2 separate regions of the Canis lupus genome follow, and region 2 is linked to region 1. The links are chromatin contacts, called in public Hi-C maps. All regions are on one chromosome and are shown on one strand. Each heading gives the region's core, a stretch centred on a gene start, on an enhancer-like site or on the middle of the called end of the contact. The rest is flanking DNA. Distances are from core to core; before and after follow the strand shown.

Evidence for each region. A called contact is a pair of places that touch in the nucleus more often than the background predicts.
Region 2: a Hi-C map of skin fibroblasts shows a contact between it and region 1, with 3 times the contacts expected there. The contact joins the promoter of LOC111092485 here to the enhancer-like site in region 1. A contact is called at or near these places in 3 of 9 Hi-C or Micro-C datasets (amygdala, liver and skin fibroblasts).

What each region holds. Positions count from the first base shown.
Region 1 is chr25:6,629,408-6,635,494 of UU_Cfam_GSD_1.0, forward strand. No RefSeq gene overlaps it. Among named protein-coding and RNA genes, the nearest start is that of RFC3, 81 kb to the left of the region's middle. Within about 2 kb of position 3,469, at least 3 of the 20 cell types and tissues checked have an H3K27ac peak or open chromatin away from gene starts, as enhancers often do.
Region 2 is chr25:6,785,179-6,791,332 of UU_Cfam_GSD_1.0, forward strand. It overlaps LOC111092485, which reads right to left and starts at 3,163. Exons shown (of 4, transcript XM_038574486.1): 1 at 3,122-3,163; 2 at 2,814-3,045; 3 at 1,525-1,617. The coding sequence starts at 3,163.

The DNA of each region.
Region 1 (6,087 bases), core at 2,219-4,718:
TATTTAGATAAGACTTGATGCTAGAATGAGTTAAGATTTTGTGGGTTTTGGGCAGGAGATGAATGTGTTTTGTATACAAAAAGAACACAAATTTTGGGGGGCCAGAGAAAGAAATGTTAAGGGTTGAATTGTGCCCCCCTAAAATTCATATGTTGAAGCCCTAATACAGTGGGACTGGTGGTCTTACAAGAAGAGAAAGGGACACCAGAGTGCCCTCTCCTTCCAAGTGCACACAGATAAAAGGCCATGTGAGGACACAGTGACAAGGTGGTCATCTGTAAGCCAGGAAGAAAGGCATCACAAGAAACCAGTTCTGCCGGCACCCTGATCTTGGACTCCCAGCCTCCAGAACTGTGAGAAAATACATCTCAGTTGTTGTTGCTTTTTTTTTTTTTTTTTAAGATTTTTATTCATTCACATGAGAGACACACAGAGAGAGGCAGAGATATAGGCAGAGGGAGAAGCAGGCTTCATATAGGGAACCTGATGGGAAACTCGATCCCAGGACCCTGGGATCACAACCTGAGCCAAAGGCAGATGCTCAACCACTGAGCCACCCAGGTGCCCCCTAAATTTCTGTTGTTTAAGCAATTCTGTGGGTGGTATTTTGTTACAACAGCCTGAGCAAATTAATATACCGTCCAGTTAATAAATACCAATGGTTTCTGAAATTAGTCCACCAGTCTAGGAAATTATTATTATCCCATTATCAACAGCAATTTCTTGTCCCCTGAGTGAGAAGCCATGTAACTGGCAGTATAAAATTAAGAGATCCTAGAAATTAAGTCAAAATCTCCTCAGGAACCAAATTAGACGAATAAAAATTTTTTTCAAGATGTATCTGGATAAGAATAAAATAGCTATTGGCAAAATATGTATATTTTGCTAAAAGGCAAAATTAATGTAATTCAAGTAACGACTAAATAAAAAATTCTCTTTAGAATACATTACAGGATTTTTAAAAAGATTTCCTTTTCTACTAGCGTTTTACTTGAATTAATTTAAAACATGTTTGAGCAGGGTGCTTGGGTGGCACAGTTGGTTAAGTATCTGACTCTTGGTTTTTGACTCAGGTCATGATCTCAGGGTCATGAGATCAAGCCTGGCGTTGGGCTCTGTGCTCAGCAGAGTCTGCTTGGGATTCTTTCTCCCTTTCCTACTGCCCCTCCTGTTCGTGCGGGCTCTCTCTCTAATAAATAAATAAATATTAAAAAAATAAAAAATAGAATGTGTTTGACCTGACTGAGCCACACTGACTGGGAATAGAGATATAAGCCTGCTTTCTGCATATAGCAGATGAGATGGAGAATTTCTTATGAATACTTAGAGCTGACTGTATTCAGATTCTGTGGGGGCATGTGAAGTAATTCTCAGCTAGATAGGGCAGGCACTTGAATGAGAGAAAATTCCAGTGAAGGTCTAGTGGATGGTAGTGTGAAGTTGTCTTTCTGTTCTAGGTATGGGAGCCACTCTGAACGAAAGGCTAGGAAAAGGAGTAGAACCTTTCTTTGTGCAGAGAACTAGCAGTGATTAGGAAGACAAGTCAAGAGATTGTTTTTGGTAAACCAATGACTAGCTCTTGGAGTTTTCTGAGGGTGGCTTGGCTTGAAGGGAGGATGAACATTTTCATCATGTTTGTGCATTCATCACATTTGCTGGATGCCCACCAACTTTCTGATTGATACTCCCATTACATGTGTGTTTAAAATTATAGTGTGCCCGTCAGAACCACAAATTCACTATTTTTATAAATCAGATTGTGATTTAATTGGAGTATGCAATATAAACAAGTTTTATCTAAAAAACAGAAATATCTTCCAACCAGATAATGCCACTTGTGTGATCTTTTCACTGGAAACAACATGGCTAATGAAGGAAGATGTCTTCCCTTCTTCTTTGTGCCAGTCTTATTCAAAGTTATTAGCACAGTAAAAGTCCACAAGACTGGATCAATGATGGCAAACAAACAGAAGACAGAACAGAATCCTCCTCTTAACAACTGCAAAGCAACATGATTGAGCCTCCTGCAGGGCTTTCTGCGCAGCTTGTTCCAGAAAAGGCTCTGAAGTTTGCTCTCTTCCAGTCCTCTAACTTTCCATTCTGTAATCATGTGTAGGTTGTAAGACCTCAGACTCAATTTTCCAGATGACTTCATGGACAGAGAATTGCTAATTTGTTATACTGATCTTGACATTTCAAACTGAATTGAAAACAGTTTTCCTTAATTGTGTTGTTCCTGGTGAAAAAAATTAGACAAAACTGGCATGTTTTGGTTGGGCAATATTTCTATTTTGGTGTCTTAGAAATATAGTCCTTTAACCCCAAGCTGATATCCATGTATTAATTTCTCAGCTCGCCCCATAGAGAAAATTAAATGTGAATAACACTCTACAGGGCTATTTGGGAAATAAAGATTTTACCTACAAGAGCACTATTTTATTCATATTATCCATCATAGAATTATTGCAAGAGAGGTGTTGTGGAAAACCTTTTTCTCCACTTAGCAGACAAATGTATTCTTTAAGAACTAATTCTCCAAATATGGGTAAATCTTTAGGGAAAAAAAGTGTCAGAAAGAGAACGAGGCATCTCAACAGCTTTAAATGTGCCTTTACCTTCAAGTATGTTGAAATTAAAGTTGACTGTAACTTTTCCCTCTAAAATATTTGCTAAAACATTGTGCTTGTCTAGGCTTTTATTAATACATGTATCTTAAAATATGTAATAAATATTATAGGATATATATTTATATAGAAAACAATTCTATATTAGATTTACATGTAGATTTAGTACATATAATAATATACGTAAATTTTATAGGAGAAAATTGTAGGCTGGTAATTCCTACAAGAACTAGAAACCATAATTGCTTTCAATAGTACAAATGGGAGGCCTGGCTGCTGTATCCTGAGGCACCTCTCCTCACCCAAGCTTTTGTCCTTCTAGAGGTATATTCTCTCAGGAATGCAACACAAGGTGGTGCTGTTGTATTTATGCTAAACCAGCTGCAAGCCCAGCCACTTAGGCTATCTGTAGATTTGATCTGAAAGTGTTAAGTGTCAAAGGCAGGGAGGGATGGGTTTTGCATATATAAGTGTTTACAGTGTAGTTATCCTTTCAGAGAAGAAAAGCTACGTAGAAATAAGGTGATGGAAAGTAAGGTTTGTCCATTTGTGGAAGCTTCTGGGAAAAGCATCTTAACAGAAGAAAGTGAAACAGCAAATGGGTTCCTTTTGTGACTAAATTGCAGGCGCATAGAATGTTCAGGGCTTGAAGAGATACCATTGAGATATTATCTAACCCATTCTCCAATTTTCAACCAGGATTTCATTTATTAAAGTATAAGCCCATGAAACTTTTTTCTTTAAGATTTCCCAAAGAAGGAAATGGGGCAAATTAACAATCAACCCTAGTGCCAGCCATCCTCCCCTCTGCCTGTGATGCAGAGCTGAGCACCTCCTCACACTCCTTTCACTCTGAATTCACATTCACGGGGGATGGAAGGAATGTCACCAGTGGCCCTGCTTGGTGAAGGAACTGCAAGGGACTAGGCCTTAGGGAGCTCAGATTCTCCTCCCTCATCTGACTCTGAACAAGGCAGCCTTCAGATTCTGCATCTCCAAAGACTCAAGAGGTTGGACTAGCATCAGTGGTTTCCACAAATAGTTAGATCAAAGAATTGCCTGGGATGTTTTGTCAAAAATACACATTTCAGAGTCCCACGGACAAAACTGCTCAATCAGAATATCTAGGACAAGGCCTAGAAATTGTACTTAAAAAACTAATAACAAAAGCTGAAGGCTTTTCCCCTCCTGGAAAACTTTTTTCCTGTCTGAAGTTGGGGAAATTACCTATAAATTCATAGGCAGGTAGCCCAGCAAAAGCACTGTTGGCTGGTGAATAGGTGAATAGATATCACTAGGTTAAATAGCTCTTAATTCCCACATGGCTTTAAAATTTTCAGGCATCTCAAACACAAACCCTTTGAAAAATAAAAGTAAATTATCCCAGGTCCAAAGTAACTTTCTTTTGAATTATACTCCCAGTATAATTCTATTGTTATAATTACATTTTTACAAAACTGGAAAGTTAAGGAGCTGGTCAAATATTTGGCCAGTATATAAAACATATTCTGACAAATTCAGCTGTGTTGAAGTCCCTCAACAAGTCCTCTAGGAGGGGGCTTCCTTACTCTTTCAGATTTTGTCTAATTTGGCGAAGTGAAATTCAGTAACAATGCAATTCAGATGATTTACAACCTGAAAGTCTCATCTGAAAGAATCAGATAATTGAAGCAACATTTGTTTACTCTAGCTTATAGTACCAAGGTCATTAATTCTGCTTTCCATTTCCCTTGCTAATATAATGTGACCTCAATGTAATTTTCTAAGTAAATCAATTAGGAGGTTTGGCTTGCATATGCAACTCTCACAAATGGATAATTATCCCAGCAAACAGAAACCTATATACTTTTTGCAAGCCCCAATGTTGGTGTCACTTTCAAATATTTGGTTCTCATTATTTGTAGATTAAAAGCCATTTATAAGTCTAATTACTTTGTTCCACAACAATCTAAAGATCAATATTTCCAGCTCCATGGATCAAATGTATGAAATGATGCATTGGGCCAAAATTAGCATTTAGTTACATATTAAAGTCAGTTAACATCAGAGCTAAGCTCCACTAAATGCCTTTTATGTAATTTGTCCATTAGACCTTTCAAACCACCTCTCAAAATTCGGGCAAGCTACTACTGTTTATCAGTTACAAATTTCCATATTCCTCTGCTGCTCAGTCATGCTGTTCCAAATTACCTCTAAGTCCATGTCTTGTGATTCTCTGTATAATTACATCTGCATTTCCCTGATTTTCTATTAGCTTGTGTCATCCTTTCAGGATTGCTCATGAATGCATTTGCTCCCTTTGTCAGGACACCAGTGCACAGCTCTTCCTCTATTTTGACTCCCAAGCGCCACTGAATAAAAATAGCCTTGTGTCCTCTGGAGTTCTCTGAACCATTTAGGGAAAAAAGAATGCCTGTCATGGAATCACTATCATTTGTAATATCCTCTGCAAAAGAAAGCCACGAGGGGGAAAAAGCCCTAGAACTATTTGTGACCTCATGAAATACAAAAGAAAAGAAAATGTGCCCGAAACAATACAGCTTTTCTTTTCTGTCCTGACTTCTTGGAGCCCCAGTGATTTTGGTTGCCAGACCTGGTCCTGGTTGCAGAGAGGGTCTGAACGTGAGGAAATCGGTTGCTGCCTCAGCAGCGGGTGTGAAATCATCCTGCATTTTGAACCAGGCTCTGTGCCTGCACCACCCTTACTGTTACTGGCTCTAGAAAACTGAGGATGCTTTCTCCCTGGATAGGGCAAACCTTGCTCCTTCTTTGGCCAGAAGCTCTCTCCCGCCGCCTCAGTGGAAGAACTGCTTGCTGGGCCCGCAGACTGCGGTTCTTCAGGCAGCCAATTTTGAGCTTTGTCCTCCATCGAGCTCCCGAACTTCCGAGGCTGGAGAGTCCTGAGGCATAAGATGGAAACTGTATCCACCTCACAGGGCCGTTTGCATTGAATAAACGTTCCCCGTGGCCCCGCCTTGCCCCACAGATGCGAGGGGTTGTTGAGAGAAGAGGCCTCCAAGTGGGGCCCACGCTCAGGGGCCGCACAGCAGTCCAGCGAGGCATGGAAAGAGGATGTGACCTCAATGTGAAGGGGGTATTGGGTTTTTACGATATTTGTACGCGGATCAAAGCTGGTGCCTTCTCTAGATCTCCACGTGAAATGCTCTTGGGACTCGGTACATGGGATGTCCTGGGGAGTAGCGCCAGTGCCATGTCACAGGAGTGCCAGGGGAGGCACCACACGTCTGTACACATTTTTCTACAGGGCAACAGGCTGCAGTGTGTGTGTGTCCTGTGCAGCAGGTGGAATAATGGCCCCCCAAAGAGGTCTGTGCTTTAGTCTCTGGGGTCTGTGGGTATCACCTGCCTCGCTAAGAGGAAATTTGCAGACGTGATTAAGTAAAGGGATCTTGAGATGCGGAGGTTACCCAAGGTTATCTGGGTAGGCCCAGTATAATCACCA
Region 2 (6,154 bases), core at 1,913-4,412, 160 kb after region 1:
AGGACAGGTGTTCTCAACCTTTTTTTTTTTTTTTCTTTTTCCTTTTTCTGTTGGCAGCTCATTCATATTATAAGGGAAAAGAAAAGGACTGGAGTCCAGTGAACAAAATACTAATGATTTTTAAAAACTGAGGTAGAAAATAGCCAAATGATAACAGCTGGGAATTACAAAAGTACAAAACATTTCATAAACATAAAATATCACATAATCCTAAAAAAAGGTAGTTAGTGGAAGAAGAGCAATAATTAAGAATAGTTAACATGTCTCAATATAACACTGAGGACACACTAGCAGGAAAGCAACCTTCTTGAATATTATGGAAATTCCAACTGCCTGCATGTGTGCATATAGAGTAAGAATCTGTAAAGTTGCCAACAGTTGGTGGCATTGCACAACAGAGTGGAGTCCTGAATTAGAATCCTCAGTTATTTGTGGTAATGCAATAATCTTAGTCTATGAATACCAAATTTAGTAATAAGCCTTAATAACTCATTCAGCAGGTTACTACTAAGAAGCACTTAGTTGCCAGTAAAAATCCATCTATGAAATTGGCTTCATTCATATATAAGTATAAAAAATGAGTCTTGCATTTTTCCATGAAGGGAGCTCTCAAAGCCCATGAATTTGCTTTATTACAAGACTGATTTAGGGAACCCAGTGTCTGACATAGAGCTCAAAATAGACAATGTAGTGAGTGTATGGACCTAAAATATACAGAAAGAAAATAAGCATGTGTGATTAATATCTGATTTCATAAAAACATATAAAGTACAATTTCATTGATCTGATGTAAGTTTTGATACATTTTAGTATGAATTGATTTCTCAAAGCATATAACGAATTCATTCCTTTAATCACTTCAGTGATATTAAAATTGTTTTTGATTCATAAAAACCTTACAAAATTACTGCAAAACATTTCAATGTTTTTTGTTGATCTTTAGATGTGTGAATTTACAAATCAAAGATGTATCAGCTTTTTTTTAGTAAAGGCAATCACACCACAGCAAACATTCTAAACTTTTATCTGAATTTAGAAATAATTTCAGCTATGAACATAACAAATCTAACAATTTGTATTTCACTTAGGAGCAAGTGTGGTGCACTATACTATGTCAGCATCTAATGCAGTGGCAGAGTTAGGATATGACAAGAATTAAATGGAAAAGGCCTGAAGAAAGGTTAGGTAAGCCATTTTTACCAATGAAAGCATTGTGTCCCTTTGTGAATGGCACGGTGTGGTGAAATGGGGTGGATAACGGATCTTGGGGAGATGCAAAAGGACTTCGAAAAAGCCTGGCATCTTCCAGAGAATAAAATTAGAATGTTTGTTGAAACCACTTTGTCCTTAATTTCAGTAATTTCTCATTACTTACTTTTAGCAGCTAATGAGAAGGATGGAAATTACTGCAGAATGACTGAAATTTTAGTATACCTGGTATTACAGCACCCTCTATCACATGATCATATATATACAGAACATTTACATGTAGTAGTCACTTTAATGTGGGCAATATTCACTTACGTACAGCTTTCCCGGTTCTAGGGCTTAATACTTTCCAGCAAAGGGGCCAAAGGCCTATACATTTTTCCAGTTCTAGTTTCATCACTCTCTCTCCTGTAATAGCGAAGAGCATTAATGACAAAGCAATCCTGAGCTCTAAATTCTTCCAGGTGTGCGTCTAGTGCCAACAGCTTAAATGTCAGGGGAGAATTTTTTCAAAGCTATTATTATCCAGCTCTACCCCCCGGGTCCTTCCCAGTAGAAACTCCGGGTTTTAAGGCCAATGTGTTTTAAGAAGCCTTTCGGGGACTTGTGAGGCAAGCTCAACTTTAAGAATCACTGCTATAGAAGAAATGAACAGACGCTAATGTACAAATTCTGAAGGAAACGTATCTCGCTTTCACTATACACACCGATATTCAGTTAAAACGTCATTCCAATAAAACACAATCTCATGCTTGCTACCTAACGGTGTCGTCAGGCCTACAAGCTTCCAGGGAAACCTAGGTTGTCACTAAGAATTCAGTATCAGGGAAGAATTCACCTCGATTTTGCAGACTTCGGGGAAATTACGTTTCCTCTGGCTATCTAAAAGAAATGTGCCGTGCCCACAAACCCAAATTCAGCCTGAGCATTTCTGAGGCTTTGTCTGGGAAATGTCCTTAGCCTCTTTGTTTTTTTAAATGTTTCAGGCTTTTATTTAAAATCTAGTTAACATACAGTGTAACAGTTTCAGCAGAATTTAGTAATTCTGGCCTTTTTTTAAAGCAAAATTCCCACTAAGTCCTACGCTTCCCGATGGGCTCCCAACACGCCCAGCGCCCGCCCAGCGCCCAGCGCCCGCCACGGCCTTAAAGCGTGACAAGAAACAAAAGCTTTTCTATCAGAGGACAAGCTAAGCCGCCAAGTCTGTGCGACCGTCCGAGCAAGGGGAAGTGCTCCGCTCCTGACAGACGGGGACACTCACGGGGCGGGACTGGAGCAGCTCGGGAACAAGGCAGTGGAAACATAAACACAGGGACACGTTTTTTCTGGGCTTAACTCTAGAGAAAGAAATCCATTTCCTCTCCATTTTGGGATTGGGAACACACAGCGACTCCCCCACACAGACCCCTCTTCAACGTCCCGGGAAGTGTGCGGGGGACCCGGCGGGGCGGGGCGGGGGCGCGGGGGCCTCCCTTCCCGGGGGGGGGGAGGGGGGGCGAGAAAAAACCGCAAGGGCCGAGGTTTCTCTGGAAGGTTCCGAGAGAAAAGTGCGCGCGCCCCTTCTCGGGCGGTGGGAGACGCGGCACCAGATGGCGCTGCCGCACCGAGAGCCGCAGCCTGGGCGACCACGGGGGCGGAAAGAGGCGTCACCGGATCCTTCTCTTCGTGTCCCTCGCCGGAAATGCGCGCTGGCGCCAGCCGCTGGTCCCGGATATTAAGCCTTCTGGAGAGTTCCCGCGCGGGGGCGGGGCTAGGACCGGAACCGAACGGCGCCCGTCGGGCCTCGGGGCGGAAGCCCCAGGCGGTACCAGCAGGGCCGGCCCTGCGTGCGCGCGCCTCTTCACGGCGGGAGCGCGGGGCTGGGGGGCGGTGGAGAGCGTGGGGGGCGGGGCCTCGCCAGGCGCCTGCGCACTTTGGGGACGTAGTCGCCGTCGGCGTGTGCGTCTTTCTCCATCTTTGTACGTTTGCTGGCCTTGCGAGGCGGAAGTGGTGACGTAGTCGTTTTTTTGTTTTGTGTGGTTTCCCCCCCCCCCCCCCCTCTCCCGCCCACAGGGTTTGGGTTTCTAGCTGTGAGTCAGGCTTCTGGAAGTCATTGTGGAAAGTTAAGGGTACATGAGGTAAAAACTCGAGCTGTATTTTCCTCTTGACTCTAAAGCGATCCAAATGTTTGGTGGGCGCGGTCCCAGTGCTGGTACGGACCCAGCTTTTCCCTCTAAATCTCTGGACCGGCCTGATTCCACCCACTCTGCTTCTTTGAGCGTCAATCATTAGGCGGTAGGGATGTCACAAGGGAGCGCAGGCAAATTGTTCTGCGGAACCCGACACAGTTATTTAAGGAAGCGTGCTTTCGCTTTTTTAATAGTGCTTTTCAAGAATTGAAGGAGTTCAGTCGACTTAATTTTTCTGTTTTTGTCCGTGTAAACATTTTATATTGTGCTTTTTGGTGGTATAGTCCTGGTCCTCATCACACTTTGCGAGCTTCAGGAAGGCTGCGGGCACACAGCATGCCAAAGGAGGAGTCTGCCCCTTCTCCATTTTTGCCAAGTAGAGGCAAACCACTTGGATGGATGGATGGGCCGTAGTGACTAGTGAGGAGTGCTCTGTTTTGTTTTTAGCTGCAGCAGCAGGGAAACAACGAATGTCGCAGAAGCAAATCTGTATCCGTCCTGTTTTAATTTTAGATTGTAACTCCAGAAGTGTCAGCTGCAAGGTGCTTGGTTCTCCCAAGGAATTTGTTCAGCTCTGGTAAACACTTATCCCTGTGTTTCAGAGCTCCTCCTGTCCTGTGGCCTACCATAAGAATTGAGTACTTGAGAGATGCAGAGCGGAAGTAATAGAGACTTAAGTGGATAGACTAAGAGAAGCAGGTGGACTGGGGGATGCAAGGAAGTTAGATCGCCTCTAACGGCTGAATGAGGACGTTTTAGTTTCTTGATTAAACCTTTTGGGTGGTCTTGGTAGTAGGTGTAAAGAAAGCTGCCGTGGCTTGAGTGTGGGCAATATTGCAGTATCATTAGACTGACTAGAACGAGGACAAGTAGGAGGCAAGACATTCAGGAAAATGTAAAAAGGGCGGGGGGGGGGGGGAACCATAGTGATAGGTATTAGAAAACGTGAAGGGGCAAGAGTCAAAGGTGTGATAGATGTGGGAAGAGGCTGATTCGGAAGACAGAACAGTGTTAGATCTCAACCTGAGTGGTAGAATGAGGAATAAGTTCTTTATTAGAGGTTTCCGTTTTGGAAATAACTGCATATGATTGAAAGACTCCTTCATTTTGCCACCATTATATACTAGTAACTTACACTAACATAGTTCTCCATAGTTTAAAAAATGTATCCGTTTATTTTATTTATATTCACAACTAGAGGCATTTAAATCACTTGTCTGAATATACCTCAACTCTTGTCCCTCACTGTGCTTGCCTGGCAAACCTGGCTCATGGAGAAATCACGCACTTAAGTTTTCTGTGCTTGCGCCCAAGAGCTTGACGATTGGATGAGCTAATAATGATCTCACACCTAAATGGGCTCTCCATATTGTCCAGTCATCCAGCTCCTTTTCTCTAGTGACTTGACTGTTTTCTGGAAACCAAATATTTCATTATTCTTCCTTTCTCAAATTACCAACTGTCTCTTCAACCAATTACTCTGCTTCATACTTTATTAAAAAATGAAATTGTGAGTCTAAGCCAAGAATTCTTTTTTTAGCATCTACTCTGCCCACACCTGTACTTTTTAAATATCTTCCATCTACTTTTAAAGGATCCTAGGTCTTTCTATCGAATGCAAACATGATACTGTTAGTTTTTAGTTTTAGCCATTTGAGTGGGTATAGGTGTTAATTTTATTTTTGTGAAGTGTATTTAAAACTTTTGCCCGTTTTTAAAATGGAGCTTTTCTTATAATTGAGTTGTAGGAATTGTTTATATATCATGTATATTATTTATTTTGTTATTTTGTGGTGAAAGCACTTCACGTAAGATCTGTTGTCTTAGCAAATGTTTAAGCATGTAATATATTACATATTGGCACTGTGCTGTACAATAAATCTCTAGAACTTACTCATCTTGTATAACCAACTTTGCACCCTATAATACCTCTGTTTTCCTTTCCCTTTGAACACCTTTTATGTCAAAGTGTGTGTTGTGAATATTTTGCTACCAGTTTGTGGCCTGCCTTTTCATTTTCTTAATAATATGTTTGGAAGACCAGTTTTTGTAAGTTGTATATTTCTAGGAATTTGTACATATTATCTAAATATTAAAGTTCATTAGCATAAAGTTGCAAATAAAATCCTATTATCTTTTAAGTATTCACAATTTATTACATTTAAGCCTGTTATCCATTGCCGGTTAATTCCTCTGTATGGTATAACAGTAGGAGTTGATATTCATATTTTTCAAAATGAGAATCCAGTTATTCCAGCAGCATTTGTTGAAAGGATTATCCTTTTCCCCATTGAATCACTTTGACACCTTTGTCTGATTTTTTTTAATACCTCTTCAGTTCTATTGGTAAATATATGTCTGTCCTTATGCCAACTTATCCAACGACCTTTTTTCTCAGAATTGTTTCGGTCATTCTAATTCTTTTGTATTGTAATATATATCTTAGAATTGGCATTTCAGTTTCTGAAAAAGCCTGCTGTGATTTTGATTGGGATTGTTGAATCTGCTGATCACTTTGGGGAGAATTGACATCTTAACAGTATTGAATTTTCCAGTCTATAATTATGGCATATCTTTCCATTTGTCTTGGTCTTTTAATTTCTCTATGTAATTTTCAGCATACAAGTCTTGCACATACATCGTTAAGTTTTTTCCTAAGTATTTCATGCTTTTTATTTTTTTTAAATGTATTGTTTAAATTTTAATTTCCAGTTTTGAGTCATTGTATTTTTCAGTTCTAGAATTTTCATTTGATTCTTACAGATTCTACTTCTCTA